2 separate regions of the Zea mays genome follow, and region 1 is linked to region 2. Evidence: chromatin contacts called from public Hi-C data. All regions are on one chromosome and are shown on one strand. The core of a region is the stretch at or near the end of the contact, and the rest is flanking DNA. Distances in the headings are between cores, read along the strand shown.

The links. Hi-C and Micro-C count contacts between places; a contact is called where the count stands out from the background.
Region 1: a Hi-C map of ear shows a contact between it and region 2, with 1.4 times the contacts expected there. The contact joins the promoter of LOC103630076 here to the promoter of LOC100383017 in region 2. A contact is called at or near these places in 3 of 25 Hi-C or Micro-C datasets (ear, endosperm and leaf).

Annotation. Positions count from the first base shown.
Region 1 is chr6:139,283,362-139,289,144 of Zm-B73-REFERENCE-NAM-5.0, reverse strand. It overlaps LOC103630076, which reads right to left and starts at 2,416. Exons shown (of 1, transcript NM_001149262.2): 1 at 1,694-2,416. The coding sequence starts at 2,348. The coding sequence ends at 1,989. It also overlaps a transcript of LOC100276587 not described here.
Region 2 is chr6:139,024,430-139,030,210 of Zm-B73-REFERENCE-NAM-5.0, reverse strand. LOC100383017 (PRP38 family protein) reads left to right here and starts at 1,583. Exons shown (of 5, transcript NM_001175696.1): 1 at 1,583-1,739; 2 at 2,604-2,964; 3 at 3,389-3,469; 4 at 3,548-3,619. The coding sequence starts at 2,677.

The DNA.
Region 1 (5,783 bases), core at 1,167-3,666, 260 kb before region 2:
GTATTCCATTTAGTGCTTGTTTGGGAGAGCCGAAGGATTGTGAGAGGATTGAAAGGGTTAATATCATCCGAGGATTTTAGCCTCTTCAATCCCGTTCAATCCTCTAGCTTCCAAACGATTCCTTACATGCTCGTGTTGGCTAATTTTGTAATTTCGATTGTATCCATGATATAGTATATTACTCTCTCCGTCCCAAATTAAAATTTCTTTTAGATAATTAATGAATCTATATAATTTATGTATTTTTTATGTCTAGATTTATTATGGTCTATTTAATATAGACATAAAAAGTAAGAGCTAAAATAAATATTATTTTTGGATCCGGGGAGTACTATAGTGTGATCCGGCTGATTGAACTGATGTTGATTTAAGGTTGGGAGTCTTAAAAGCGAAAACATGAGGACATCCACTAGGTAACGAGTACGATGGGCCGGCTGGCTTCCTGGTGGCTTTGTAGAGTTTGTTCTTCGAAAAAAATAGAAATACCTTGTGAAAATGAAATTAGTTTTTTCTAAAAAAAATAGAAATACCTTGTAAAATTGGAGTTCCTAACCTAGCACTGAGTCGAAGAAACGGGGTGATGATTATATGACGTAATATGAAACAAAGATAGATTGCAAACTTAGGCTAGCTCTAGCAAGGTCTTTAGAGGTTTTGTACCCTAAATATAGAGGATCAAATAACTCTCTACGCTCTCTAGCAGCGTCCTCTAAACGGTCCTCTAAATTTAGAGAACGCTGCTGGATTCTCTATATTTAGAGTTTCTCTAAACGGTCATCTATCTATTTGAATATTTTAAATAAACGGTTTAGTAAAACTAAAATATATACAATATATTTGAGAGTATGATAAATAGGTATGTAAAAAATAAAAATAAAAAATGTCTTTAATATAGATATTTGAGTATAGATGACGTGATTTAGATGACGTTGTTGGAAAGAAGGAGATATAGAGAATATAATCTTTTAAAGGAGACTGTAAAGGAGACTCTGTAAAAGACGGATACAGAGAAACGTTGCTGGAGACATCCTTAGGGCGTGATGCAACTGCAGCATTTGTTCGGTTCTTGTTATCACCGTCATTGAGCTCTATCGCTGGCATTCGGCGAGGTTTGTCCATTGTACAGCTGATCTGGTAGCGATGTTTAGTTGGCTACGCGTCAAGCCGTGAAGAACTGGTTTGGACTTGGTTATTCTTCACGAATGGTCTTTGACATCTCTCATCGCTGGTACGGATTGAACAACTGTCTGCTGCTTGAAACATGTTAAGCTTTGAAGGATGCTGCTCCTGCGGTTTATAGAAAAAAAAAAGAATATTGCAAAAAGAAAAAGTTGCCCCCCTCTGATAATGATATTTTTTCAGTTGTTAGCGAATACTCATAGTGAAAGATTCCATGTTCCCTCGGCTTTAATAAGCACGTCATGTTGGCTAAAATAATCTGCTGTTTCTGCACGGGCCGGCCACTTGCTCCATTTTTGCTGGACAGATCTGCGGCGTCGATGGTGCACTGGATCGATCGAGTTTTGGTTAGCGTGTTGGCTTAAATTAATGATGGGAGGTCGGTGTCTGCGATTACTAGTTGAATTATTATAGATATGTCGATGTGATGATTGACTCGGGAAAACCAAATAGTATCTGTCACGCTACCACATCTGACATTGGAGCATTAATTTAGCAACAACTAATAAGAGAGGGAACTTTGAAGAGTAACAGTACTAGTACATAGTAGTAGGTTGCAGCAACGCTTCGCGGATCTGCGCAGATCGGGCACATCCCGGAGCGGCCGCCGCGGTGGACAATGGGAGGGAGGGGTAGGGCGCCTCATAAAACCAGCAGATCCCTGCCCCTCCTGCTCCACGACGACGACGACGACAATGGGGTAGTGGAAACAAAGACATCCCCGAAAATGAAGGCGAAACCAGTATACACAAAAGCGGGCGGAGCTCTAGATCTACGGCGGCGGCCAGCTGGCCGGCCGGCCGGCCGGTTTAGGCGGAGCGGGCGAGGCGTGAGGCGATGGCGGAGTGGTACATGGCGTCGTGGAAGGACTCCGTCTGCGCCATCCGCGCCCGCAGCTGGCGGGCCTTCTCCTCCGTCAGCCCCCCCACGAACTGCCTGCGCGCCGCGGCCGCGTCGTCATCCTGCAGCACCGCCGGCACCGGGGCCGGGGCCTCAAGGTAGTCGGCCTTCCCCGACCACCCCAGCAGCGGCGCCCACCACCTGCCACCCTCCGCCGCCGCCGCAGTGGCGCGGATCGCGGCGGCGCGCGGCCGGACAGCGGAAGGGGCCCGCACTGGGCGGGCGGGGAAGGAGGAGACGGAGGCGGGTGCGCACGGTGCCATCGCCATTCCGGTCGGGCTGGGACGCTTCGGTGGGGTCGCTTTGGGGCGCTGGGTTTTGCGATGAGACGGCGAGATTATTGCTGATTGCTGTCGGAGGCCTAGGGTCGGTCCGGTATTTATAGCAGGGAGGGAGCCGGAGCGGATGGGGGAGGAGACGGACACGGACGGATGGATAAGACCACCGCGTGGACACGTGGTCCGCGTCGTTAAACGCGGTGCGTAAACGGTTGCTTATTTCTGGGTGGGATTAGGTCACTGGCGCGTGGGTCCAGGCTGTGGGCCGCGGCCTTCGTGCGGTGCTCCCTGTCTCTTCTGCCGTGACGGTGATGCACTCCGGAGCGGTTAATGCCACGGACCACACGTCTGAAATTAGGTCTTCTAGAAGGGAACAAATCGATAATGACTGGTTAATTCCTAGTACTAGTAGTGAAGAAAAAGTTTTGTTCGAAACTTTTACACCGTTGTACAATTTAGATACATCGGTTCTAGTAGAATTACAACTTAAAAATAGTATTTGGTACGTCAGAATTTAGTAGCAACAAATTCCACATAAAGCACAACAGGGGGAGCAACAGTGCAAGACTAGATACAAAGTAAACCACACATATATGTGATGTTTGGTTCAGCTTTTTTCTGACCAGCTTTTTCGAGAATCTAGCTGTGTGAAGAATCTAGCTGTGTAGAGAATCTGAGTATCAGTAGTATTACGTGCGGAGAAAGATAAAGTTGTCCATGAGGCTCAGGATCTATAAAGTGACGGATTACTACTATTGCGACGATTCAACCGATTATATGTTTATGTTGATTTTGAATGGTTTTTACACAAACGAATTTTATAGAAGTTGGCTGAAAAGCTGAGTGTTTGTCAGTCCGCAGCAACTTTTGGTGGCCAGAAGCTGCAAAAAACCGAAACAAACAGGGGTATAGTCCCGTCAGCCCCCACCCCCCACACACACATAAATAAGCGCTAACTGAAACACATCTAAGATGTTGTTTGGTTCACGAAATATAACGTAAACGGTAATGATAACAATACACATTCGAATACCGATGATAATAAGTTTGAATATGCCGATACCGGTTACTAGTGTGATATCTAATTACGATTAGACTTAAACAAACATGATTTAACGTTATTTGTTACTCATTACATTATAAATACGTGAACTAAACAGTGACTATAGTTGGCTTTTTATATTGAGTATCCTCTTGGGCCAATGCTTCAAAAGCACAACTAAGCATGTCATACGTTGAATTCCATTGAGTGGTGACATTTAGTAGAGAATAGTCTATAAAATTAGTCTAATAAATTTTATTATAGAAACTAAAGATAAAGTAATACTTGTATGCAGAAACGCATGCCTTGATCTAATTTTTAATTTATTTCTCACTTAGTACCGTGAAAAACGATATGAACAAACATAGTGAAGCTACTAACGAGAAATAGAACACTCAACGCAAGATTATGTAGACTATAAAAATACAATGGGTAGATCTTTACTATTATAAAAATACAGTGGTTATTTTTTATAAAAGACCAACTACTCATAGTTATGTGAATTGAAATTACGTTAATTAGCGCTCTCTTTTTCACCCGTCGGTATCTCAAAGTCCATCTTACCACACCGCCGTCGCTTCCTAGGAGTCCACACCGCCGCCGCTCCTTGAGAGTCCACACCGCCGTTCGAGAAGCCCAGGGCCGTGGTCAAGAAGGTCCTCGCGGAGTCGCAGCCCGAGGGGCAGGGCAACACCGTCAGCAGGAGCATCGGCAGGTACGTAGCTTGCAGCAAAAGAACAAGCGGAATAACATTGCGTTTCCGAGGGGAATAACACTGTATTTTTAATACTTTGTACCAACAATCTCTTTTGGATTCCAGTACATGCAAGAAAATCGTACATCCAGTGTTTATCCAAAGAGGTAAATGTATTTTTCCTTTGCTTGTGATTCAATTCTGCGCCACTGCATTATTGGACGATTAGTTCGGTTTCATAATGTTTATATTTATCATGCTTCATTCATGTTGTAAATAATCAACGTACACGTTAGTTAACAAATCAATGTATCCTCCACCATAACCATGCTCTATTGGTATATATTTTTTAAAAACCTCCCATCCCTCCTTTTGACAAACATGTTTTAAAGCTTCATTACTGCCCGACCATCGACAAATGTAGCATTAGTGCTTTCTAATTCCTTCGAACGATTGCTGAAAATCTATGTCTGTGTGTGCTTTCTTAATTCAGCCTAAACTAATTCATGTTTCCAAAAACTTGAAAAGATAAAAAATCGCTTTGCTTTTCTGTTGTTGAGACCTTAGTTATTCATCTTTGCACCTGAAATTAGAATAAAATTTCCTAAACTTCAACACTTTCCAAAGACGTGCATCTTAGTTAAAAAATCAACATATCCTTTGTTATATGGCTGTTTTACCATTTGACAGTGCCATATACAGGTAACTCACTAACTTCTTTTTGGGATCACAGTGATGTACGAAAAATTGCTAGATCAGAGCATAAATGAAATGCTGAAATTGCACAAGTAGGCATATGAAGAGAAATTGAAACTGATATGCACTTAGATTTGTCCAGAATCTCTATTACCTACCACTAAAACCGGTGTGGACCTAGGACCGGCTCCCCCATGGACAATCTCGACGCCGAGAAAAATTTGGCGGCAGCCTTAAAGTATAGGAGCACCTTGCGGCGAGACTTGGATTTTAATGTGTTCCTAGAAGACGAAGAAAGTGCAGCAACTTCCTCAACACCGACATTGGCTACAGATGTCAAACTCGTAGGCACAGGAGGGCTCGACACCACCACTGGCGTGCGGCTAGGGGGACATGACGTCGCAAGCGACGACAGGGGCCGCCGCCAGAACTACCCGAGGTCGTCGAGGACGAGCGTAGGGCTGGGCGAGGGCTCGTCGCCGCTAGTGTTGGCATGGTGAGTGCTGGGCGCGGCCTCGCCACCGCGAACCTCGCCACACAGGACCAAGCTACGGATCGTGTCGCAGGTGTACTGTGGATGTTCACAAGTTGTGTCGTGTTACGTTTACCTGTTCTTGTTAGCCCCACTTGTTTGTTCCAGTGTTGAGAAGATATTATTTTGTAGATGTTATTTCCGGACGTGGAAAGCAGCCAGCACAAGGTTCGCAAGGGTCTGTTCGTGGTTGCGGACGTGGGAGCGCATACAAGCCTCCACGATCTAATATAATTCATGATGATGATTTGCAACCCATCGAAGATGAACCGCATGCTGAACCACTAATTGGAAATAATGTAAATTCCTTTCCTTTTTTTCCTATTGTTCTACATGACTTTAACCGCGTACATGTTTAAAATTTCTAAACTTCGTTTGCATACATGTTTTAAATTTTGATCAGAATGAAGTTTATGACAAAGCGGCTTGGACTTTTGAGAACACTAGAGTTTTTTTTTGTGA
Region 2 (5,781 bases), core at 334-2,833:
CGGGCCTAATTTGTAAAGGTTTCCATGTAATTACAGTCTGTAACCCTGCTTTATGAGAATATTCCGGGGATAACCTAGGCGCCTGAGGGCACATGCGTCCTTAACTCAGGATGCTGGGCACTCAGGTACCTATAAATACCCCCGCACAGTACCCTTGAGAGGCTAGATTAACAGAGCTATTGCCATCTCGAATTGAAACCTTGTTTACGTTGCTTTTACTCTCCCGTTGGATCAACTTGCCCAAGAGAGCAAGTTCCAACACCAGCCTCGTGAGTAGTCCCGCATTTTCCTCTCTCTACTTTACCTTTCGTGCACGTGATGGTTGTGGAACCCGTGGATCATGGTGAAAAATGATCAGCATAAATTAATCTAAGTACACATGAATGACATTTTACATGAATTAATATATACACAATAATCCTAGATAATTGATTTCCTAATTAATATACATTCAAGAATTTGTCCTAGTTAATTACGTCATGTTCAAATTATATGCAAAAGAGTAAATAAATATGGTACTTTATGGATTTTGTTAACATTGCAGATATAGAGGATAAAATTTAGAGAACGTTGTTGGAGATGGAAACAATATAGAGAATAGAGTCTTTTAGAGAGTGTTGTAAATGATATGAAATATTTCTTTAGAGGATGGAATTTAGGGCACACCGTTGGAGACAATATAATAGTAAAGATATAGAGATTATCATCAAATCAAATGAAAATTGTGAAAAAAAATGATCCAACTCGCTTGCTTCACTTCTCTCTCCTATTAGAGCATCTCCAACAACGTGACTTATAAAAATGCCCTATAATTTAAAAATGATTATATATTTTATAGAATTTAGGGCAAAAAAAACATTCCACTCTATCAGTAAAGTCTCAAATCTAGATTATAAGGAAGCGCGCTACAGTGTAGTATATTTAAGGCACTTAAGAGAGTGCCCTATAAATTTTTGACTAAATTTTATGAAATGATACACTGTTAGAGTAGTTTTCCTTATAGAGCCTCATATTTAAATTTGAGTCACCAGTTTAAGATATTGTTGGAGATGCTTTGGGAGGGTTTCACTTAAATAATTTCATCTTCGATTTTCTAGCTTCTCCATAAAACAACTCCAACAAATTGTTAAAATAGGCTCGAGAAGTGTTTGACTTGCACATAGACTTCAACTTCTACAATACAATTGATTAGTGGCTGTCATGAGTTATGTAACTAGTGGCGTGGTAAGTAATTTTCATGCAACTTTACGAGATGATATAAAAACAGTTGTTGTGAAACAATCTTTGAGGAGCTTCAAAAAATCTTTAAGCTAGAGATATAAGTATTTAGAAAACATTTAGATAAATTATTTTATTTATTATTTAGATTAAACATATTTTTAAAATTAATTAAATTAATATTATAAACTACAGTAAAGCTAAATCTGGTTTGAATGAAAGAATAAAGCTCTCCCAAACAAATCCGAGAGGAGCAAACTGAACTGAAAAATATATAAAATACAGGCACGGCCGCCTCGCATCGCGGCCCTTAACGGAACAATACTTATCTTTTTCCCTGCCCCCGCGGCCGCCGCCCCGAACGCGCACGCCTCCTCCGCCGAAGCCAAGCAAACCACCGACCTCGACGGAGTCTTCTAGCCGTCACCCTCGTTGTCGCCCTGCTCCTCCTCTCAGCCGGTCCGGCCGGCGGCGTGGCGTGAAGATCAATCCGGACCCGGAACGAGTTCCCTCTTTTGCTGGTAATAAGGAAACCCTAGCTTGCTTTTGCATGGGTTGTTGTAGGATCTAGTCCCGTTTTACGTGCTCTTCTATCGAACCGTGAGGAGCCTCCTGGTGGATTTCACTCGCCCGGTTTGCTCCTTATTTTGTTTTCCGTATCGATTCGATTGGTAGGCGATGGTAGCGGTTTATTCCTAGAGATTTTGCGCGCGTTGAATCCGCTACGACCTCGGGCCGTTTCTGATGGAATTGGTTTGCTACGGACTTGTTTTTTGTTGTGCTAGATAGAATCGTAAGAGGTGTTTAATTGGGTTAGGGCTATGCGAATGGCAAACATCTGCAGCAGCATCCCTACCATAGTAAACGGTGAAGAATTCGTCTGGTTTACTTGGGTCAGGGTTACATATATGCATAACCATTATATTGGTGGAAGATCTTAGTACTTCATGAATTCTTGTAGGCTACTCATGCTCAAATGGGTTACGCAGGTTACTATATAGGCCTTGTATAATTGATAATTCAATCATTTGGATATGTACCATGAGGTAAATATGAGTTAGGATCTAATGAAAATAATGCTATATTTTTAACTGTGAGTTGAATTTTGATGTGAATGTAAATATGGTGTCGTTAATTATTCTTCACTAGTATGAGCACAGTGGAAAGCGATGCAAGTTTAAATTGGCATGTTGGGGGCAATGTGGTGGTTTCAGCCATAGGCCAAGGAAAGGGACCATTTTTCACTAGATAGATTGCTTGTATAGAAACAAATGATCTGTCATCTGTATATGGCTATATGCTCACCCTATTGTTTAGCAGAAATTCATTCGTTCACTCCTTGGTTTTGCTGTACCTTTCTTATTCCCTGACTTTACTGTGTGCAGGTTACATAAACTTTGGAATAGGAGGATATCCCATATTGATCTTTGTGATTGAGATTGATTTTTTTTCTGGAAAATGGAGATACAAACTTCAGGGAAGCCCATTGATGTGCTGATGGAGAAGGTTCTTAGCATGAACATTCTGTCTTCTGATTACTTTAAGGAGCTCTATAGGTTGAAAACCTATCATGAGGTCATCGATGAGATCTACAACACTGTCAAACATGTGGAGCCTTGGATGACTGGCAATTGCAGAGGCCCCTCCACTGCATTCTGTCTTCTATACAAGTTCTTTACCATGAAGCTTACTGTCAAACAGATGCACGGTTTGTTGAAGCATCCTGACTCCCCACACATTAGAGCTGTAAGTTTCTGTTTCCTGCCCTTCTGTTTGCTGATGCTGAATGTCTTGCTTCATGGCCCTGTATCTATTCATTAGGCATGAGGTTAGTGTATGAATCTATATGTTTATTGGGATGATTATAAAACTTATTTCGGAAGTATTTTTTGCAATGAAAAATCTTACATTCCTTGCGAATCACTTGTACATAATTTTGTGCTTACATTTTGGTTATAGCCACTAACGGTCCGACAACTTGTTTCTTTGGATGGACTTGTGGCTGAATTTCTTGGTCCTAGGACACGGGGATGACAAAGTTTGCAAGAAGTTCATAGTGTACCAGTCTGTGCTTTGGAGTTGTGAGCATTTTGTTTTTTTTGTCTTTACTAAGCCTGTTAAATACTAAAATATTTTGTGTCGAATGACTGTTTTGCGCTATTTGGTGCAGATTGGTTTCTTGTATCTTCGGTATGTTGCAGACCCAAAGGTTCTTTGGATGTGGTATGAGCCCTATTTGAGGGATGATGAGGTACATGGTACTTTTCCCACTTTTTTAGAACTGTTGAGTATGAACCAGAGCTGAATCATTTGCATTTATTTAACGCAGGAGTTCTCCCCCGGATCTAATGGCCGCAAGACAACCATGGGTGTTTATGTGCGTGATCTTATACTTGGACAGGTCTGTTTCTTAACTTCTGCATTCAGAATGGAAATAAGCACACTGTTTTTACAATCAATTTCTGTGCCCACATTTTCATTTGCTTCCTAGAGTTTTTGGTTTTCTGCTGGCCACCTTGATTTATGATAATGTTTGCACTAAATTAACGATAAAGTGATACATATTTATGATACATACATTGCTATAACTCATGATGACATTTACCATAATGTTATAGTAAATCACTTAGGAGGGAGTTACAATATCTTGTAAATTAGTATAGCTGTTATCGCAATAACCAACTACAGAATATATATACACACACACACACATTATACACACACATGTCACCTTAGGTGAAGCTTCACCCAGCCAGTAATAATCAATAATTACTGAATAACCTTAAATAATAATTACTGAGTGGGTGAAGCTTCACCTAGGGTGACAAATAGCGCTGGCATCCCATACCGGATTATGATTATGTTATGACCGGCATCCCATACTGCCGTCGCAACACAAGAGTTTGTTTAGGTTGTTAGTCTCGGATAGAGTTTGTTCAGGTTGTTAGTCTCGGATAGAGTTTGTTAAGATCGGGTTGTTAGTCTCAGATAGAGTTTGTTGCTATGATCGAGTTTTTAGTCTTTGGATAGAGTTTGTCTGTTGTTGGCTGCTATCTCAGCCATATATATTGCAGCCTTTGGCTAAGGAATGAAGTAAGCAGGCAACTATCTTGCATGTGCTTTCCCCATAGCTACTGTTCATCGGCGAGCACTGTTCACGCGTCCATCCCTGCCATCAATTCTAATCCTGGGGACGACGGCGTCCAAGCCGTCGTGGTTCTGGCCCCCGACCTCCAACTCACCATAGCTACGACCTACACCACCCAAGTCACAATAGATTACTTGTCTATATCATGGTGAATTCAGATATGTTATTATATTTTTGTTCTAATGCATGTGAACATTTTCAAGTCACAGGTTCATTTTGTGCACCTTAGAGCATTTCCAACCGCTTCTAAAAATATATATCTCCCAATACATATGGATTGGGACTTTACTAAAAGTCTTAGTACCTAAAAACAGTTCATACTCCAACAACTCCCTTTAATTCCCCTAAAAATTAGTTAACTACATGTACATGCAATATGGTTTGCGTGTATGTGAACTGAATGGCTGATGTCTGGGTCAAGCATTTTGTCGAGTAGGTTGGCACGTTTGAGCTTGTCTAGTTCATGAAGCAAAGTCACTGTCATCCTCCTCTCGTTCCTGCTTGCCACCGTCATGGGGCGGCAGCCAGGGCATGGAGGCCCATAGAGATAGGCTCAGGGTTAGGATTAGTGGATAAAGATTAGATTATATAAGATTGATTTAGTTACTTGGGATTAGATTAGATAAGATTGAGTTAGGGGGGGTTTGAATGCACTAGAGCTAATAGTTAGTTGGCTAAAAAATTGCTAGTGGAATTAGTTAGCTAACAAATAGCTAGCTAACTATTAACTAATTTACTAAAAATAGCTAATAGTTGAACTATTAGCTAGGGTGTTTGGATGTCTCCAGCTTATTTTAGCCACTAACTATTAGCTCTAGTGCATTTAAACACCCCCTTTGTTACTTGGGAGCCAAGTCTTTCTATCTATATAAAGATGGGTTGTACCTCCTTGAGGAGGAAAGGAATGAAGAAGAATTAGGCCCCGATCTCTCCAATAGTCTAGTCCCTCCCAAGCCGACTCCGCCTGATTATCTTCCCGGCGCTGTTTACCCCCCTATGAACTAGGATTCATAACAGCCACCACGACCTCTGCAGCTGCCGGCGCACTGCATCGCACACGCATTGGCGTTGGCATTGAGGGCTCAAGTCCTCTGCCAGTCCAAGTCATTACGGTGTCCTCCACGACGTTGGCGTTGAGGGCTCAAGTCTGCTGCCAGTCCAAGCCGTCGTTGTGGCTGGCCCCCTCCCTGGCGTTGGCGTTGAGGGCTCGAGGCCGATGCTAGTCACGCCCTCAGTTGCGGCCCTCGTGGCATTTCTCACCAAGGCCGCCCGCTCGCCCCAGACTCAACAAGCTGGAGGTAGGGGAATGATGACCATCACGGGGGAATGGGAAAAGAAGGATTGGGAGAAGAGACGTCCGTGGAAATCTCTGCACCGGGCGAGATTTTACACGTGCAAATAGATGTGGTGCGCTG